Regions from separate parts of the Mus musculus genome. Here regions 2 and 3 are each linked to region 1. Evidence: chromatin contacts called from public promoter capture Hi-C data. All regions are on one chromosome and are shown on one strand. Each heading gives the region's core, a stretch centred on a gene start, on an enhancer-like site or on the middle of the called end of the contact. The rest is flanking DNA. Distances are from core to core; before and after follow the strand shown. Region 1 holds the start of Zbtb38 (zinc finger and BTB domain containing 38). Region 2 holds the start of Paqr9 (progestin and adipoQ receptor family member IX). Region 3 holds the start of Copb2 (coatomer protein complex, subunit beta 2 (beta prime)).

Region 1 (2,700 bases), core at 130-2,629:
CAAAAGTCATTGCCGTTAGTATATGTGAGGTGCCTTTAGGACATCGGGAACTCCACCAAGTGCTCTCAGCGGATGGGTAAATCTCCGTAACACCCCTCAGCTGTAGGGAACAGTTCCCCATTTTACAGCTGCAAACAGTGCCGTGAACCTGTTTCTGGAGGTCACCCTGGGTGAGTGTCGGGATTCAAACCCAGGTTAACATCAGCACAAACCCAGTCTGATTTGGGTGCAAAATCCCCACCACAGAACGCTAAATTGGAGTCTTAAAGGCTTTTTTGACAGTGACCCATTTTATTACAAATGATGTTATATAAGCCAAAGGCTTCATTAAACTATGCTTATCTGTACTGTGTGCAACGGTTACTTTTTCTAGTCTTTTCGCACTATATATTCTAATCTTTTCAAAATTTTCAGCAATGACCCATCAAAGGAATTCTAATGCGTGTTTGGTCCTGGAAAAACACTGGTAGAAGGCCTATCATCCTAGCAGTCAGTCAACCGCTGCAAGTGGCAAGTTCGAAACCAGCTTGGGCTAACCTATTAACCATTCTAGGCTCCTTAACCAGACCCTGTCACAAAACACAAACTCTGCTCTTTGATCTTAGCTACTGTAAGACGCTATAAGTTTCTCTGAAACCACAACAAAACGAGTCTTTCCAGCCACGCGAACCAGAGCAAGCACTTGAGCTTCCCAATTAGGTGAATGCCCTTTAACCTTTCAAATATGCATACGCAACATAAACGGTTATCATTTAGAACCGATCATTACAAGGGTTTTCCAATCAGGCCCAATATCCAGAATGGGAACCAGGCACTTACCCACCGCAAAGCAGGAGTTATAAAGTGGAAGCGCAGACAGATTAAAATCTCAGGTTATTTATCAGCTAACCTGCAAAGAGGTGTCTAAAGGCTGACTGTTGAATTGTCCCAACGGACAGACGGCTGCAGCAAGCAGGAGCAGGAGGCCAAGGCTGCAACCCCTGGAGGCAGGGCCCTGCCTTTGAACATCCGGTTCAATTCCAGGGGCTTGGTGTCGCACTAGGATCTCATCGCGAACGGGTAGGGTCAGGAAGCAGCCCGGGTTTGCGCTTCACCGGAGGGGAGGCGCGACAGTCCCGAGCCCCAGGTGCGCGTCACTCCCCGCTGCCCCCCTGCAGCCGAGCCTGGTGGGGCGGGACGCGGGCACCTGCGGACGCTGGCTGCTCCGTAGGCTCCGCTCCGCTCCGCGTCCGCTGCAGCCCGGCGCGAGCGCTGCCCACCGGCTCCCGCCTCCCCACCTCCACGCCCCGGAGTCGCGCGGACCCCGCGCACTTACGGGGCTCCGCTCCGCCGCCCGCGCGCTTCCCGCGGGGTCCATGGCGCTTCCGGACCTGCGAGTCCGGCCGCAGCGCCGCCCAGAAAATGGACGCCGGCGGCTGGGCCCGGACGCCCCGGTCTGCCCCTGGTGCAGTGCAGGCCGGACGGTCGCTCGACCTCGGGCGCCGACGCGCAGGGCTTCCGGGACGCTGCAGGCCGCGAGGCTCCCGCACCCCCCGGCGCCACTGCGGCAGAGCCAGGCTCGCACAGATGCTGCGCAGCCACCGAGCAGGCCCCGGGCACCCTATGCAGTTTTAACCCGCACCAAATTCTGAGAACAGGGTGTCACCTGTGCTTTCTCATGGCTGTCAGGGGACGCCTGGATTATTTCCCACCATGGTATAAGAACTGTTTCATGCAATGAAAAAAATAAAAGCCACCGACTGCCCGCTGACATCCTTCCCACACAGATTCGCAGTGTGGCACCTACTGCCCCACGCACACCTAAGTGCAGGTGTTTGTTTTGAACCATCCAGCATTGAGTCTTTAGTATTTTTTGTTTGTTTTTAGTTTTTGATTTTGTGTGTGTGTGTGTGTGTGTGTGTGTGTGTGTGTGTCCTTTGGAAAACGACTCGCTCCCTGGCAAAACCTTAAGGTTTTGAAAAAGGGTATTTTCCTGGAATACAGTACTTGCCATTTATGCACCCCAGTTCCTTGACCAAACATTAAGAATATGATCATTTTGGTGAGCTGAGTAGATTTTTAATACTATATGCAAAGTAAAGCCCCATAAACGATGCAGGAAGAATGGTGTCACTTAAAAAAATGCAGAGTTGTGAAGGCTGACAGGTTGGGCAACGTGCATACACATGTAACGAGCAGTTCCCGACCTTCTCGATGCCAAACACCCTTTTATTCTCTCGCTCCATAGGCCAGTGTTCACAGATTAACTCCACTAAACTGCATGTATTAAGTAATGATTCATCTTCCCCTTAAAAAAAAAGGGAGCTTGAATGTTTTTGTCTACATAACTGCCAATGAGAACTTCCACAAGACCTGATCTAACTTGTTGGCAATGGTAGATACCAGCCTTAAAAAACAAAACTGAAGAAACTCGTGGTCTAATTGCCTGTTTGTGTTTCCATTGAGGCTTTTAGAAACTCTGAAGATGATTTTAAAATTCGGGAAAACTGGTGCACAAAGACTGGGAAGTCTGTAAGCTGTATGGCTGTGGCTGATTCCCTGGGACCGGTGGGAGGTAGCGGGCAAGGTTGGTTGGCCTTCTGGATTCAGCAGGCCTGTGTTGACAGCCTAGGTTTGTTGCTATGTACGGCCACTTCTCTGACCTTCAGCTTTGGTACCTAACATGCAATATGTTTTAGTATTAATGTCTACCTCCTAGGT
Region 2 (2,700 bases), core at 66-2,565, 1.2 Mb before region 1:
TCCTTATCTGCAAAATGGGGGAAAGAGTATCTAAGATATTTTAAAGCTGTAAGACATCAAGTGCCTAACACCTCAAAACTGTATGTATATCTTTGTTATACCAAGGTGAAGACTCCGGTCAGATGAAGCCACACCCGGAGTATCACTGAAAGATGGAACACGGTGAACATTTGAGACGTCACTGGGAGACCCCCATCTTGGAAGTCTAGGTTATGATATTTTTCACACCGCTGCTCATCACAAACCTCTGAACTCTTCAAGTCTCCTTTTCTTCGGGCCCCTTGCCTGAAGAAACTCATACTAGACCTGCCAGGTACTTCTAAGGTTAATTATGCATAGGTTTCTCTAAACCATCGATGCTAAGCCTCTAGGAACCCTCTCAACTCTCTTTTCTGGTTTGTTCTAGAAGACGCCTATAGTCTTCCCTCATCTGCTTCCTCCCGAGGCTCCTGCACAGCTCTGCTTGGGAAACCCTTTTTAATACATTCCCCGGCTCCTTAGAGGCGTTCTGAATCCCCAAACCATCATCTGAAACTGTTCCTGAAAATCCGTTGTCGAGCGCTCCTGAGCTCTTCATCGGATTCCTAGTTAAAGAAGCCACAGAGGAGTAAGCTGGGGCTTCCGAGTTGGTGAGTTGAGCTGAAGACCAGCTTGGGAATTGTCCCTTTAGGTCCCTTTAGACACCACAAAGAGAGAGAGGAGGAGGATAGTGACGCACCTGAATAGGTCCGCTAGAGTAAGGAAATAAACTAGGACTTGACGTGGATTGAGTAGGAGGGCAACACTCACACACACACACAGAGGGGGGCACACACACACTCACACACGGATGACAGACAGCAGAACAGAGAGGCAGGCAGCACCAGCTGTCTGACAACCGCCAAGCTCGGATTCGGACACCGTCTCTAAGCGGGTACCGCAGTGCCCTCCCTGACACCTCCGCAGGTTACAGTTAGAGCATCCCTCCGCCCAGCCCGGCTCCCCGCCCCCCACGAACTCGGGTCCCCAGTGTCCTCTAGAACGCCGGCGTGGCTGTCGCACTTCGAACCCCCTCGCCCACCCTTGCCCACCCTCTCGCCCTGGGCGCCGGCGGCCGCGTCTCTGGCCAGCCTCCGGCCCCGCATCAATCATTAACGCGGCGGCCCGAGCGGTCGCAGCCCGAGAAGGGGGGGATGGTAGGAGACGCAAGACAGGGGACACCTCCATCCCCCCGCCGCGGCGCAGACACCCTAACCCCGGGGGCCCCCGCCCTGCGCGGCGCCGCCCTCCCCCGCCAGCGCCTCGCGCACATCCCGCCTCCCGCCGCCCGCCCCGCGCGCACGATGCCCAGTCACCGCCGCGCCGCCGCCGCCGCCACCACCGCCACCACCGCCGCAGTCAGCCGCGCCACCGCCGCCACCGCAGCGCGGCCGGCCGCGGGCTGAGAGACCCGAGCGTGGCGAGGACGCCGCCGGCAAGCCGCGCGCGCAGCAGCAGCCTCCCGCCCGGTGCGCCGAGCCCCCGGAGCAGCCCGCTTCCAAGCCGAGGCCGCGTAGCCAACCTGCGGCCGCGGTCCCGCGCGCGCGCGCGCGCACAAAGGCTCCGACGGCGCCCGGCGCCCGCGGTGGCCTCGCGCGCGCCCTAGCTAAGCCCGGGGCACCATGCCGCGGCGCCTGCAGCAGCGGGGCGCCGGCGTGAAGGGACCGCCGGCCTCGACCTCCCGGCGCTCGCATCCCGCCTCCGCCTCCGCCCCCCGGAGCCCGCCGGCGGCCACGACCAAGCCGCTGCTGCGCTGGGACGAGGTGCCCGATGACTTCGTGGAGTGCTTCATCCTGTCCGGCTACCGGCGGCTGCCGTGCACCGCGCAAGAGTGCCTGGCCTCGGTGCTGAAGCCCACCAATGAGACGCTCAACTTCTGGACGCACTTCATCCCGCTGCTGCTGTTCCTCAGTAAGTTCTGCCGCCTCTTCTTCCTGGGCGGCAGCGATGTGCCCTTCCACCACCCCTGGCTGCTGCCGCTGTGGTGCTATGCGTCGGGGGTGCTGCTGACCTTCGCCATGAGCTGCACGGCGCACGTGTTCAGCTGCCTGTCGCTGCGCCTGCGCGCCGCCTTCTTCTACCTGGACTACGCTTCCATCAGCTACTATGGCTTCGGCAGCACCGTGGCCTACTACTACTACCTGCTGCCCAGCCTGAGCCTGCTGGACGCCAGGGTCATGACGCCGTATGTGCAGCAGCGCCTGGGCTGGCACGTGGACTGCACCCGCCTCATCGCGGTCTACCGCGCGCTCGTGCTGCCCGTGGCCTTCGTGCTGGCTGTGGCCTGCACCGTGGCTTGCTGTAAGAGCCGCACCGACTGGTGCTCCTACCCGTTCGCCCTGCGCACCTTCGTCTTCGTCATGCCGCTCAGCATGGCCTGCCCCATTATGCTAGAGAGCTGGCTCTTCGACCTGCGAGGCGAGAACCCCACACTCTTCGTGCACTTCTACCGCCGCTACTTCTGGCTGGTGGTGGCCGCCTTCTTCAACGTGAGCAAGATCCCTGAGCGCATCCAGCCGGGTCTCTTCGACATCATTGGCCACAGCCATCAGCTCTTCCACATCTTCACTTTCCTCAGCATCTATGACCAGGTGTACTACGTGGAAGAGGGCCTGCGCCAGTTCCTCCAGGCACCCCCTGCCGCGCCCACCTTCTCGGGCACAGTGGGCTACATGCTGCTGC
Region 3 (2,700 bases), core at 95-2,594, 1.8 Mb after region 1:
GCAGGTGGGGGCTTAACTCTCCAGCAGGTAAACTACAGGTGTTATATAGATTTAAGTATTATCAACAGGTTCTGTGGAATGGAGATGTTATTTTATTTTATATTTATTGATACTGTGTCAAATTAAAAATGCAAAGAGAATTAAGGAATCAAAAATAATAGAAGCCCAGCTATTCTCCACACTAGATATAGTTCACATTTTAAAAAGTTTCAACTAATTCTTGCAATTGGTTGCGCTACAGTATGCGATTATGTGATTATTCATGTCAATTATGTAAAAATCTCATTACTGAGAGAAAATTTGTTTTTACTGACAGAATAGTAAAAATGGATCTTTGAAAACTATCTGACTTTTTGTATATGAAAAACTGAGGCCTATAAATCTCCCAAGAGCCAGGCACTACCTAATGAAAACTCACCCTTACTTCTCTCAGGCTATACAATTCCTTTCTGGAAACCTAGGCTTTTCTCCAACTAGAGGTTTATAAGGAGCTAAGGGCAACTTCCATTTGTTTCATAGCATTATCTTTTTAAAAGGTGTGTGAAATCGATACACAATGTATTTGCACTTTTCCTGGCAATCATTTTTTTGAAATTCAACTAATTTATTAAAGAGCTATTTTGGCATAGCAGATAGAGCACTGGGCTTCCAGGGCGTATTCTCCCCTGAGCCCAGATCTTAACAACACTACTTACTATGCCATCTTGGCCAGTAAACCTGAGTTCTTTGAGTCTTACATTTCCAATCAATAAAACGGAGACGACTCCTACGTGATGTGGCAGTACCACCAACTGAAGGTACATAGCCAAACAAACGACCCGGTGGATGCTCTTTGAAGGGTAATCACCCGACTGCCTCCGGGAGCCTCCAGAACCAAGATCTCAGGGCTCCTCGGAGCCTCAAAGGCGGGAGCCGCGCCCACATCTTTTCCGCCTCGGTCGGTTTCACCCAAGACCCAGACACCGCTCTGGGCCCCGTTCCGGAGCCCGCTGGAGTACACAGTTTTAGAGCTTTCTTTTCTCTGCCAGAGGCTCACGCTGTTCGGATAGCGCTTCCGGGCCCCTCCACTGCTGCCGACGTTCAGCAGGAATCCAGCACTGCGCTCCATCTTCTTGCCTTTCTGAAACTGACCGAAGGTGAGCAGCCCAGACCGCCGCTAGTCACCGCCCAACTCTGGCCACAGCAATACACTCCATCAGCCAGCTCAGCAGCGGGAGACGCGGAAGTCCGCGTTACCTAGGAAACTGGGGCGGGACCATGCACGGACCGCCTTACGGAGGGTGTGCGCAGGCGCAGAGCCTGGCTCCGAGTACCGCGAGAGTCGCTTCCCGGAAGTTCCACGTCAGTGGGTTGGCCGGTCCACGGGTCGGTGGGTTCCTGAGTGTGTCGCCTTGAGCCTGTGACGGGCAGGGGCTCGCTCGGACAGTCGGAGCCATGGTAAGTCGGGCCTCAGGGGACAGAGAGTGGAGCCCACCGGCTGCGGCGGGTTCCCGGGGCTTCTTGGCTAGGAGCAGTAGCTAGAAGCGGTCTGCGCTGCTACTGCTGCGGCCTGACGGGGTCCTCCTGTCCCGTTGGCGTCCTGGGAGGAAGAAGGCCAGACCGGGAGGCTGCCGTGGTGACACAGTAGTGTAACTGGGTACCCGCGAAGGAGCGGCGCCCCCGACTCTCAGGGCGGTCAGGGCGCCTGTCAGTGCCCTTGCAGTCTGCACCGGGTCCGGTAGTGCAAGTAAATGCTAGAGTCAGGACTCGGATGCCAAAGGCAACTTTGACCAAGTCACTTTATTCTGTCATTGAGGGTGGTGCTTGCTAACCCACCTTCCAGGTTGCGTGAGGTGTTTGGTAGTGTGCAGGCACCACATTGCAAACTTAAGCAGAGGAAAACCAGAACTAAACAAAGTTAAATGTATATGGAGCCAGAGGTGAAATTTCAAATGCTATGGCAGCCCAGCTCGTCGTTTTCTAGTTGATGTTGATTGGGCCTTCTGTGCACACAGAGGATGACCTTTTTGGGGAAGGCCCTGAGATCTGCCTAACTTAGTTTTGAGACATATTTTTAATAGTCAATTAAAAATTGACTTTCCTTCTTCAATGTTTGTGAGTTCCATACCCACACATTGAACCAGCTTTCGGTGGAAGACATTTGAGGAAAACTGTTGTGTGAACATGTGCTGTCATAGTATACAACGACTCTTTACAACTTTGACCCCTGTATCGGTGTTCTAACTAATCTAGAGATGACCAGGAGTGATGGGTAAATTATAAGCACTTAAATAACTGAACGTGAGCGTTTTGATTTGGTGGAGGATACTGGAACCATGTGCAGAGATACTAAAAGATGGCTGTATTTTAAGTCTCGAGTAAAAAGTACAAAACATGACTTTATTTATTTGCTCACTCACCATAGGAGCATTTCACTGTCCTGCATTTTGCTAAACATTTACCAGCTGATTGTCACCGCAGCCTGTGGATAATTATGAGTAATGTTTATGGTGGTTACTATAAGCCGTGCTCTGCTCTAACTGAACTCTGATTTTAATTCTCAGAATGCTAAGAGAGATATTATTATTATCCCTGTTATACAAGTCAAACCTTGGGTGTTAATTAAACTTACTACCATGTGTCTGACATGAGCGCTGCAGCTGAGGCTTCTAGCAAGACTGTGGACCTCATCTATACTACCTGTTCCTCCCGTATTCCCAA

The links. Promoter capture Hi-C pulls out the DNA fragments that hold promoters and counts their contacts.
Region 2: a promoter capture Hi-C map of hippocampal neurons shows a contact between it and region 1, with 3 times the contacts expected there. The contact joins the promoter of Paqr9 here to the promoter of Zbtb38 in region 1. A contact is called at or near these places in 2 of 39 promoter capture datasets (hippocampal neurons and liver).
Region 3: a promoter capture Hi-C map of liver shows a contact between it and region 1, with 4 times the contacts expected there. The contact joins the promoter of Copb2 here to the promoter of Zbtb38 in region 1. A contact is called at or near these places in 4 of 39 promoter capture datasets (hippocampal neurons, liver and pre-B cells).

Annotation. Positions count from the first base shown.
Region 1 is chr9:96,718,471-96,721,170 of GRCm38.p6, forward strand. Zbtb38 (zinc finger and BTB domain containing 38) reads right to left here and starts at 1,380. Exons shown (of 3, transcript NM_001359959.1): 1 at 1,316-1,380.
Region 2 is chr9:95,558,319-95,561,018 of GRCm38.p6, forward strand. It overlaps Paqr9 (progestin and adipoQ receptor family member IX), which reads left to right and starts at 1,316. Exons shown (of 1, transcript NM_198414.3): 1 at 1,316-2,700. The coding sequence starts at 1,641.
Region 3 is chr9:98,562,387-98,565,086 of GRCm38.p6, forward strand. Copb2 (coatomer protein complex, subunit beta 2 (beta prime)) reads left to right here and starts at 1,345. Exons shown (of 22, transcript NM_015827.2): 1 at 1,345-1,437. The coding sequence starts at 1,435. It overlaps 4930579K19Rik (RIKEN cDNA 4930579K19 gene), which reads right to left and starts at 1,225. Exons shown (of 1, transcript NR_029444.1): 1 at 74-1,225.